Regions from separate parts of the Hordeum vulgare genome. Here region 1 is linked to region 2. A link is a contact called in public Hi-C data. All regions are on one chromosome and are shown on one strand. The core of a region is the stretch at or near the end of the contact, and the rest is flanking DNA. Distances in the headings are between cores, read along the strand shown.

Region 1 (5,793 bases), core at 473-2,972, 150 kb after region 2:
CTAACATACAAACAAGTGCAACAAAAACATCCACATCCGAAAATTTACGAAGAACCAGGGTTTGCTCAAATTTGCAAAAAAGTGAGCAAATGAGATATATTTTTTTGGATGAGAGGGAGGTATCAAGGGAGATTACCTTAAGGGAGGGATTGAGTTCCAAATCCCTCGACCAAACCTTCATATCTGCAAGATTTAGGGAGGGATTTGAGAAAGGGGGAGAGGGGAACTCGAGGGGGGCCTCTCTGTGTGTTCTGGTTGGTGGAAGTGAATGCGGAGGTTGTGGAGGAGCCCGACCCGCGGGTCTCATAAGTGCCAGTGTGGCATCTAAGGCCTCAGCATCACACATTACATGTGTGGCGCCTTTCACTTAGACGCCACACTTCTGGGGGATGGGGTCGTCCCGCCACGGGGCACCAGCATGGCCGGGTTGTGAAGCCTTTTTCTAAGGCGTCACACAGTGTAGTGTGGCGCCTGGCTGTCGGGCATCACACAAAAGGGTCAGCTGAGTTAAAAAATTGAACGCGGTCCAGTTTGTGAATTTGTTTTGTCCACATGTCAATTTTGTCAATTTTACCCGGTGGCGTGAGGGCGGGCCGGCCTGGGCGGGGCTTTTGACCCATGTTCCATCACCTGTAATACAAGTGGGACGTGGTATCGGAGGTGACGAGCGATGTGAGTATTTTGTACAAGCAATACACCAACGAGAAGAATTTGCTTATCGCCGAGCAGGTAAACATTGACATTACATATCCCTAACCCTAACACAACCCTCAATCTTACATACAAAGAACCCTAATCCTAACATACAAACAAGTGCAACAAAAACATCCACATCCAAAAATTCATGAAGAACGAGGGTTTGCTTAAATTTACAAAAAAGTTGAGCAAATGAGATTTTTTTTGGATGAGAGGGGGGATGAGGGGAGATTACCTGAAGGGATGGATTGAGTTCCAAATCCCTCGACCAAGCCTTCAGATCTGCAAGATTTGGGGAGGGATTTGAGAAAGGGAGAGAGGGGGACTCGAGGGGGACCTCTCTATGTGTTCTGGTTGATGGAGGTGAATGGAGTGGGGGTGGGGAAAGCCGGCACGCGGGTCTCATAAGTGCCAGCATGGCGTCTAAGGCCTCAACGTCACACATTACATGTGTGGCGCCTTTCACTTAGACGCCACACTGCTGGGGTGGGGTCGGCCGCCACAAGGCGCGAGCATGGTCAGGGTGTGACGTCTTTACCTAAGGCGTCACACACTGTAGTGTGGTGTCTGACTGTCGGGCGTCACAGACAAAGATCAGCCGAGTAAAAAAATTAAACACAATCTAGTTTATGAATTTGTTTTGTCCACATGTCAATTCTACCGGGTGGCGTGAGGAGGGTCCGGCCCGGGCCGGGCTTTTGACCCATGTTACATCACCTGCTTCATTCAAAAAGTTGAAAACCCCAGCACATGTTTGGTGAAACTTCAGCCTCTCGCGGGCTGCTGATCCGTTCGAACTCAGGCGTGCCTCGAATTCACCGGTGAACAGTAGCACAGTACAGGAGCGGAAATGAAAGCCGCCGATCCGTATGGGACCAGGAACGCTAGACGGTGCTCGAGCGAACTTGAGTGATCTGTCGGGACGGCACACATGGTGGGACTGGGCCCAGTCGAGCCCAGGCCCCTGCCCCTGCCCGTCCGGCTCCAGGTCCAGGCGCCCTCCGCAGGCAGAAGCAGACCGACCACAGGGTGAGCACGTGAGAAAAGGCATGAGATGCTCGCTCGGCCGGCCATGGTCCCCTCCCCTCCCCTCCCCTCCGACGCTGTTAAATTCTCTGCCGATTTGGAGGGATCCCCTGCGGGATGTTTGCTGGTGGATTTATCTCTCTCTCTCTCTTTTTTTCTTTTCTTTTTTGAGGGAATTTATCTCTCTCTCGGGGGATTCAATGCGCGGCTCGGCTCGACGGCCCAGGGCCCTGAGCTTGGATGGTTAAGTTAGTCTGGTCAAATCTGACGATTCAAACAACATTTTGGTTTAGACGCTCACATACACGTATTGATGCGTGTGTACTTGACCCTACCAACGCTACACGCCCACATCGTACCTCTATAAGCATTTTAAAATAGTAAGTCGCTATGATATTTTGAAGTTGATAAAGTCGTAGTAAACGTTTTCCTAGTCATCGTTAAAATAAATCCGGAAAAATGTAGCCATCGATGCAAATTTAGGACTTCAACTCTTGTGAGCTACACTCAATACACAACAACAATTTTGTTTCAAAACAAAACAAACATTGTTACTCACTTCATTCGTTTATACGAGGTCACTTCATGTTTTTATATCTAACTTTGGCCATTAATTTTATCAATAAAAATGAGTTATATGCCATAAAAAGTATGTCATTGGATGAACACTTCAAATAACTTATCGATAATATATTTTTATGGCATATACTCCATATTTTGCTGACAAAAATTATAAGTCAAAGTTTGACATGAAAAACAAAGTGTCCTTGTATAAGAGAATGAGGGGAGTATCTACCTTTGCATAACACCACATATTTCATAAAGCAATGACATTTATTATTCTTTTCACGGTCCACCTGTAATTTCGCTTTGAAGTGCAACCACGCCTTCTACACTTTTTTCTTTGAGAAATAAAAGGGGCCCAAGCCGTCTGCACATGGGTCAGAGTTAATACAATGGGCCTCACACAGACCGGGCCGAAACGTCAAGAGGAGATGTGGACGGAAAATTATATATGCCGAAAATCCTATTTAAAGCTTATTGCATCAAAATATCGGACTTTCGCACAGGCCATCTCTTGAAGCGAGTGAATTGGGCCAGCCCACTCAGGCAGCCGGTTTTGGGAACATTATAGACTTTCTTAGCCGGGTTTTTTCGGTTTTGGAAAGTTTCAAGAAGATTCCTTGAACCGGTTTTTTATTATTATTATTTATTATTTTTGTTTCTTTTTTTCCTGTTTCTGTTTCAAAAAAGTTCTGAATTTGCAAAAAATGTTCAGGAATTTGAAAAAGTGTACCAGAATTTGCAAAAATGTTCTGGAATTTGAAAAATGTTCTGAAATTTAAAAAATATTCCAGAATTTGAAAAAATGTTCTGGAACTTGATAAAATGTTCCAAAATTTTGAATAAATGTTCTGGAATTTGAAGAAATGTTCCGGAATTTTTGTCAAAATGTTTCGGATTTGTGGAAAAATTGTTCCGGAATTTATAAAAATATTCCAGAATTTGGAAAAAATATCAAAACAACTATTAAATTTTTTTGAAACAAAAAAGTAAGTTGGACCGGCCCAGTTGGGGGAGATCCAAAGATGGGCTGGCCCTGTCGGGGGCGCCACCCCTGTGCGGCGCGCGACTCCTTGCCACAATGCGCGGCGAGTAGGAGGTCATATATGCCATCTACGTCAAGTGGGCACTGCTATTCCGCAGTTCTAGCAACACCGAGGAAACCCTCGCCTGAAGGAGGAGTAAGATGACCCTGTCCAGATGCATGGGAGGCCACAACCTCGTTTTCTGCTTTGTACTTTTTCATCTTTTTTATTTGCTGCTTTTCAGTTTTGTTTATGTTTCCAAATATAAAAAATAAATATAATAAATTTAGGAGCAAAATATATTCTACATAGTCTTGTATAAGCGAAATATAGCTCTTGTGACGTCAAGTAGTCGGCGCGTCACACAAACTTGACCAAGCCGGTCGGTCCATTTTATGCTAGGAGAGTTGGACGTTGCTTCCGGTACTGCAAACCTTCTCGAAAGTTTAGTTCTGTTTTTCTTCTTTTTCCTTCTGTCTTAACAGTTTTCTTTTTATTTGTTTCATTTTCGTAATTGTTTTTGTGATAAATATGTTTGGTAATTTTAAGTACTGTTTAAAAAAAATCAAATAACCATTTCCATGTCCAAACTTTATTCAGATAAAATATGTTTGCACATTGAAAAATCTTCAGGAATTTTCGAAAAATATTTATTTTCAAATATTGTTTGGAATTTAATAAAATGTCCCCCTTTTAAAATTTTGTTCACAAATTCAATTTCATCTCAAAAAAATTTTGTGAGTTTTCAAAAATATTTTTCCTTATTAATAATTGTCTATAATTTCAAAAATGTTCCTGCATTCATAATTTTATAAAAAAATTGAGAATACTTATTCTATTTAAAAAAATAAAAATTTATAAAATGTTCCAGTTTTCTGGAAATGATCTCGTTTTAAACAATGTGTGAAGAAATATTAAAAAACTTTTGCATTTCCATAATTCTTTTCACTTGTTACAAAACAGTTCGTAAATTTAAAAATATCTTCATATGAAAAAGTCATACTCAGGGAAAAACATAATGAAAATAAATTTAAAAACCATCCACTACAGTGCACCAGTGGGCAGGCATAGTCGGGCGCTCCCCTGTGCCGGAGGCTGGCAATTCGATGCTTAATGCTAGAGGTTCTATAGGATGCATGCAAACGGCAAACACCCTCGCCTTCGCATAGGTGCGACTCGAACGGGTCGGCTGGCTTGGGATGTAGTAACAATCAACACACTATTGCAAGCTGACACTGTTAGGGCCAATACACTATATGAAAGTAGACACTGTGGTGAAGATGTACAGTCCCCAACCAGCTTTTTGGTTGGTTATTTTGTAACAATTTCTAAAAATGTGAATATTTTTTGAGATGTTGAACATCTTTTGAAGATTTTCAGAAAAGTGTTCAATATGTGTTTGAACAAGTTCAATGTATAATAGACAAACCTTCACGTGGAAAAAGTTTACTGTATATTAAATAAGTATTCAACGTGTTTTCAAAAAATGCTCACAGTATAATTTAAAAAGTTCATCAGATATTCAAACTTGTTCAATATATACAACAGAAATGTTCATCGTATATTAAAAAGGTGTTCATCGTACACACCAAAAAAAGTTCACCATATATTCGGAAAAGGATCACCTTATATTACAAAAAGTACGAAAAATATATGGAAAAATAAATTGAAAAAGGCAAAATATAAAAAGAGAAAAAGAATATTTAAACACCCAAAAATACCAACAAACCCTATCACTCACCTTGCTCCACGATGGCCAAGGCCTAAGCATGGAGACACAACCCTTTCTTAGCCATAGAAATTGACTGATAGTGAACTGTGTGTGGATATAGAACAAATGGATTATTTTTCCTAAAATAAAAGATCCTCTGCTACTTGCCCACCCAAGTACAATATTTACGTCACTATCCACCATTCACATGATCTATAAAGAGCGAGGGTTTGCCAGTGAGGAGATGAATAGCTTAGTTCATACTTTTCACTTCCATGCCTTGGAATTATCCAGTATCATTGAGTGTATTATTTGTTGCATCTTTGCACAATTGAGGTTTTTGATAGACATAGGTATTGGAGGCATTTGGAACTACCGACGGATAGCCAAAATTACAGCCTGCATTGATGTTCTTCCTCATTCTACTTGGCCACTTCAAGGCTCTACCATCCCTCGTCCACTCATGCCTTGTCATCCTATAGAACATCCTAACCCAAGAAAACGAACAATCTTAATTTTTCTGGCTTTGCTCAGGTGAAATAGCGGTTGGCTCAGCTTGTCCATCAATAGTAACAATGATGAAAAGGAATATCAGAAACAAAGAGTGGCATCCTCGGCTGAGGAGCGGCAACATGGGCGGCTTTTTAGAGTCAAGCAAAGATGCTGATTTGGCAATACATTTAGCAAGCCCGACTCGCATGTCAGATGATGATTGGTAGATTGTTAAGGACAAAACATAGCATACGTAATCGTCTTGCAAAGTAAAACTAA
Region 2 (5,745 bases), core at 3,069-5,568:
CGTAGTTGTTGTTCTCCATAGATAGATCTTGGGTGCGCGTAGGAAATTTTTTGTTTCCCGTGCAACGTTCCCCAACATTAATTTCACAATATCATTCTCCATGTCCTTTTTGTTTTGCATATCACAAAGTTCAACAAAGATATTAAGATGAGCACTAGGATCCTCATTAGGGCTTCCTGAAAATTGTTCGTTCATGACAAGATCCAGAAATGCAACATTAATATCAAAAGCCTCCGCACTAGTGGCGGGTGGTATAGGAGTACTAATAAAATCATTGTTGTTAGTATTTGAGATGCCGCACAACTTAATAGTATCTTGAGACATGATGACCAAGCAAGCAAAGTAACAAGCAGGACAAGTAAACTAGCGAGCAAAAAAGTAAAGTAGTGACAAGCAAACATAAATATTTTTGTATTTTTGATTTTTATGAAACAAGCAAAATACAAGTGAATTATAATTTTTGTGAAGGTACTTCATAGTTGGTGATGATATTCCCCGACACGGCGCCAAAAATCCTTCCTTATACTTGTGATTTGCGTTGGGTTTTCCGTGAAGAGGAATGGGTAATTGCACCATAATACATGTAAGTATTTCCCTCAGTAAAGAAACCAAGATTAATAGAATCAATAGGAATATCAATCGTCAACCGTCTCAGCGGCTGCACACAAAAGAGCAAACAACTTGCATCCAACGCACGCAAGAGGTTTGTCAACCCCCTTGATCTCATTATTTGCAAGAGAATGAGGTGTGTAGATAATTGTAGATAATTTTAAATTGAAGAATAAAATAAAGGACAAATAAAGGCGGCAAGGTAAAGATAAGTTCTGTAAATATAGAAGTGAATAGACTCGGGGGCCATAGTGTTCCCTAATGGCATCTTTCATGAAAGCAACATACGGTGGGTAAACAAATTACCGTTGGGCAATTTCAGAAACACACATAGAAATGCAATTTTCACGGCAATGATCATGTGTATATAGGCATGACGTCCGTAAGCAAAAAGGCCGACTCCTGCGTGTACCTACTACTATTACTCCACTTCAAGAGCGCTTCTATGCTTGCCTCTCTATGTATTAAGTTCATGACAAACAGAGTAATGCTTGGAGAAAAATGAGATGATGTAGACAAAGTAAACTCAATAAATATCAATAAACCACATGGTTTATCCTTAGTAGCAACAACACAAAGACGTACCTTGTCCTCCTCTGTCACTTGGATATGGAAACCCGTTAGGTTGAACCCACTACAACACACCTCTCTAACTGCATAACTTTCAAGCTAGTTGGCCAAAGCAATTCGATAGATCAGAGAGATTTATGAAGCTACGATGATCATGCAATTAAGAATCATAATAATCAGAGGTGACTCAAATACTTTTTATGAATAATCTGAACATAAACCCACCATTCATCGGATTCCAACAGACGCACCATACAAAAGTATTACATCAGATGGATCAAAACGGAGATGCGATGATCATTGTATTGAAGATCAGAGAGAAAGAGAGAGAGACATCTAGGTAGTAACTATGGACCCGTAGGTCTGTGGTGAACTATCCCACATCATCATGAGGGCAACAAGGTTGATGACGAGGCCCTCCGTGATCCATCCCCTCTGGCACGGTGCTGGAACGGAGCTCCAGATAAGATCGTCACAAAACAGAGACTTGTGATGGTGAAAAAAGTGTTTCGCGATCTTCTTGAGGGTTTTTGGAATCTATGTGAATTTATAGGCCAAAGAACGAAGGTAGGAGGGCCACCATGAAGGGGCAAGACAACAGGGCACGCCGACCCCCCTAGCCTCCGGTCTTCTCCCGAGGCTTCCAGGTCTTCTTTTGGTCCACAAAAAATCATAAAAACGTTTTGGGGAAGTTATACTTTGTTTGGTACTATAAATCTGAAAAGTAAAAAAACACGCAAGAAACAACAACTGGCACTAGGCACCAGGTTAATATTTTAGTGCTCAAAAATAATATAAATTGGTAAATTATTACTCAAAAACTATCCTAGAATAATAGTATAATAGCATGAAACAATCAAAAAATTATCCTGGAATGATAGTATAATATCACTAGGCATTGGGTAGATGTTGATTCACGTCTAAGCCGACGGTACTAATTCCATTTGTTATGATGGAACCAGAAAATTATCCTAGAATGATAGTATAATATCACTAGGCATTGGTCGATGTTGATTCACGTCTAAGCCGACGGTACTAATTCCATTTGTTATGATGGAACCAGACGATCCCAATTCCAAGTTCCCGCTATTATGAAACGAGATCCCGCTAAATGAATCAAGCAGAAAATAATTACCTATTATTCTTCTATTTACATTTAGAAAGAAGGACCCACCAACATTTACTGTGACACCGAGACTTGTCGCAGAAAATGAACATGCCTAATGACGGCCCAATACGTCGCCAAAAATCAGCTTGAAACATCGCCAAAGTTATCGAGGGCGCTCCCTCGGGGTAAAAACCTCGTGACGGTGGACCATCACTGGAAATGAACTTTGACGATGTTTCATGTTTCGTCACTAGTATTTTTGTCACTGAATAAAGCATATTTTGTAGTGCAAGTACTTGCAACATTCGATGCGGCAAAACAAAGGACGATTGAGACACTAAGAATTTGTAAATTGTCCCTCAGTACCACCATACTTCCTATGGTTAGACAAAATCTAGGGTCTCGAGGAAAAAAGACATGATACTACAAGGATCCTATCTAGATCGAGGTAATTATCACCCCTTATAGAATCACAAATGATCGTACAAGAAAAGACGTACAAATGGAAAGAAGAAACCAAATAGGTGCATAATGGTTGACAAAAATACTACGATGTTGACGATTACCATGAGGCGGCATACATTTTAACATGACACTCATGTCCACAACATAGATACCTCCACTTGATGTGTCATTTCCACACTAACACGTGAGTATTTGCTACTAGTTGGAAGGTTATGTGAAATAAACAGGCGTTTTTCCTCACGAGAAATGTCTCATTGCCTTAGAAATCAGAAGGATAATATGGATTTTTTAACTCCAAAATTGCTTTATAGCAAGAAAATAAGTTGAATCAAACCTTTGGGCAAATCTTTGTACCATTTGACAAAAATAAAGATTTTCCTTTCAAGGTGATGACCACTAATTGCTATTTTAGTGCGACAGGCATCATTGTTTTCCTAATATGGTAGAGTCGATGGGATATAATCCATTTGTTTCGTACTCGCTTTCTTGCCCCCAAGATATATTGTGCGTTGTCATCTTTACATAAGAACAAGCGTTGTCAATATTGGTTCATTTGAGGCACCTAGTTCCGTTTATGTGATTAGTTTTTTTTCTCGATACATTAGCCAACATTTTCCCAACTTACAAAACCATAATGATAAGAATAAAAGACGCGTGGCCACTGAATAAGACCCAATATGATTTTTGGGCCAAAATTCCACGTAACAACAATAGAAATGAGTGCTGCCGCCGGCCCTTCACTCACTTACAAACCCTAACCCTATAAGAGAACATATGTCAACCCTTGGATCCAATCCAACGGTTCTCATTATCTACACCCTCATATATATACCTTCTCTATCTCTAATCCTAGACTCCAAACCGATGGACCGCCGCCACCCACATCTTCTTCTAGTTGAAAACCTAGCCTACAATTCACTCGTCGTGCTCACCTCGATGCTAGCAACAATACCATACCACTCAAGTGAGCCTCCTCTCCGATATTGCCGTCACATCTTCTTTCATGACTCGTCAATTTCCCTCCCATTGATCGGATCTGGTGCCAAACTCTTTGGAGAAGTTGGCATACCCCTTACGGAGTCCCTTTAAAATTGTCGATATGTTGGGCTCTAGCGAACCCTAAAGATCCGTCGATGCGTTGACGTTCACGGTTCTATCAAATCAGCAGAGGTACCCACGAAATCCCCTTTCCATTTGTGACAATGAACAACCCATTTCATTTGTTTTATTTGCTATAATTCCAACACGGGTGGTGACCCGATATCAAATCAAATCCGAAACAAGCGATTTCAAAAAGGAAAGGAAACCCTTGATGCGGAAAGAACCAGTCCATTTCACCACCATGACAAAGAAGGAATTTAGAAAGACAAGGAACAGAGCAAATATACACACACCACCATCAAATCCTTGTGTGGTAGTGATAGTAGTAGTAGAAAAGGAAAAAAAATCCCCTTTCTCCAAGAGCCGCAGGGGAGTGATCGGACGAGGCATGCCGCTGCGCCGCGCCGAGGAGAGGAGAGGAGCGGCGCACATGCCTGTGCTGCGGGCGCGGGCCCACCTACCCCGCCCTAATATGCTCGCCCGAATCCCCACCTCCCCCAGCCCAGCTATAAAGCCCGCGCCCCTCCTCCTCTCCCCTTCCACGCAGCGACCAGTCGCCGTAGGTAGCACGCCCCCCCACCCCACCCGCAAAGTCCACCGCCGGCCCGCCGGATCGGGATCGGTCGACCGATCGTCTCCTCCTCCGCGCCCGTCCGTCGCCGCCGCCTCGGGCTCGCTTGGTGCAGATCGGGACCCTCCGCCCGCCCCGAAGGGCCGGATCCCGCCTTGCACCAAGTGAATCGGAGCCGGCGCAGCGACCACCGCCACCGCTTTCGCTCCCTCCCCGCGCCCGCCCGAATTGGTCGGTGCTCTGGCGCCTGCCTGGTTCGATCGGTCGGAGGCTGGTGGCTGATTGCTGCTACTCGCTGCCGATTTCTATGCGCGATCCCGTTTTTTTGCTCGAGGCGTCCTGATGTTTGCCTGGATTAGGAAATTCGCTAGATCCAGATCCGGCGCCCAGCTTTAATTGTTGTTGCTTGTGCGATCTAACGGAATTCGGCGATGTGCCTGACCGATCTAATCCTCTCTTTTTGTGTGTGTCAGGATTCGTTCCAGGTTGTAGTGCAAGTTGAGCCGACCCAAATCGAAGGATTCGTTCCAGGTTGCGGTGCAAATTGAGCCCCCCAAAATAATTGTGCTGTATGGGATGCTACGAGATGGTTCGAATAATCTAGCCATGACGCGAATTTCGATTTGGATCGTGGGGCGGGTCTCGTGCACATGTAAATAGTAGATTCAGTATTTGGCCTGATACCCTGATTGAAGTGTGCACAACATTTATTGATGTAGATGGATGCTGCTATCATTTTACTACATGTAGTAGGGGGGCTAGCAGCTCTCTGCTCTGCAGATAGATACTGGGAATTGTGGACGACTTCTTCTGGGAGGATACATGGGCTGCATGTGTCTCCATATGCTTTATTTAGCACATTTGCTGTACTCTGCTCTGAATTGCCTTCAGGACAGATTCTAATTCCAGATATTTGAAACATGTAATGTGTAGAGCCCTGTTCTTTTCTTTGGCAGAATTTCAGCCTTTTGATTCCAGACCTATCATATTCGTTGAAGAGCTTATGACCTGTAAGGTGCAATGATGAAGTGAATGGGCACAAGTATCAAAGTGTACATAGGGATAGGAGTGTAGGGAGCTCTTTTTTGTATGCTTCTTTTGACCACTACACTGCACAGGATGTAGCGGGCTAATCTCGATCCTATCTGTGATCCAATTTTTCTTTTTGAAATTGTGCCAGGTTTGTGCTCTTCTGTTGCTTCCTGGATATTTCGATAGTTGTGTTGTACCATGTGGTTGTATCAGAATGAACTTGCAACCTGGTTTTGTGCAAACAGTTGACTGTAGCAAAACAGACAAGTGAGTTTGTAACAGTAAACTG

What was found. Hi-C and Micro-C count contacts between places; a contact is called where the count stands out from the background.
Region 1: a contact with region 2 is called in a Hi-C map of leaf, with 4 times the contacts expected there. The contact joins two enhancer-like sites. A contact is called at or near these places in 1 of 6 Hi-C or Micro-C datasets (leaf) and 1 of 1 datasets of contacts at active chromatin or transcription factors (embryo).

What each region holds. Positions count from the first base shown.
Region 1 is chr6H:34,417,244-34,423,036 of MorexV3_pseudomolecules_assembly, forward strand. No RefSeq gene overlaps it. Among protein-coding and RNA genes, the nearest start is that of LOC123402403, 100 kb to the right of the region's middle. Within about 2 kb of position 1,723, at least 3 of the 3 cell types and tissues checked have open chromatin away from gene starts, as enhancers often do. A contact at or near this core is called in leaf, where this site is marked.
Region 2 is chr6H:34,269,448-34,275,192 of MorexV3_pseudomolecules_assembly, forward strand. No RefSeq gene overlaps it. Among protein-coding and RNA genes, the nearest start is that of LOC123402403, 250 kb to the right of the region's middle. Within about 2 kb of position 4,319, at least 3 of the 3 cell types and tissues checked have open chromatin away from gene starts, as enhancers often do. A contact at or near this core is called in leaf, where this site is marked.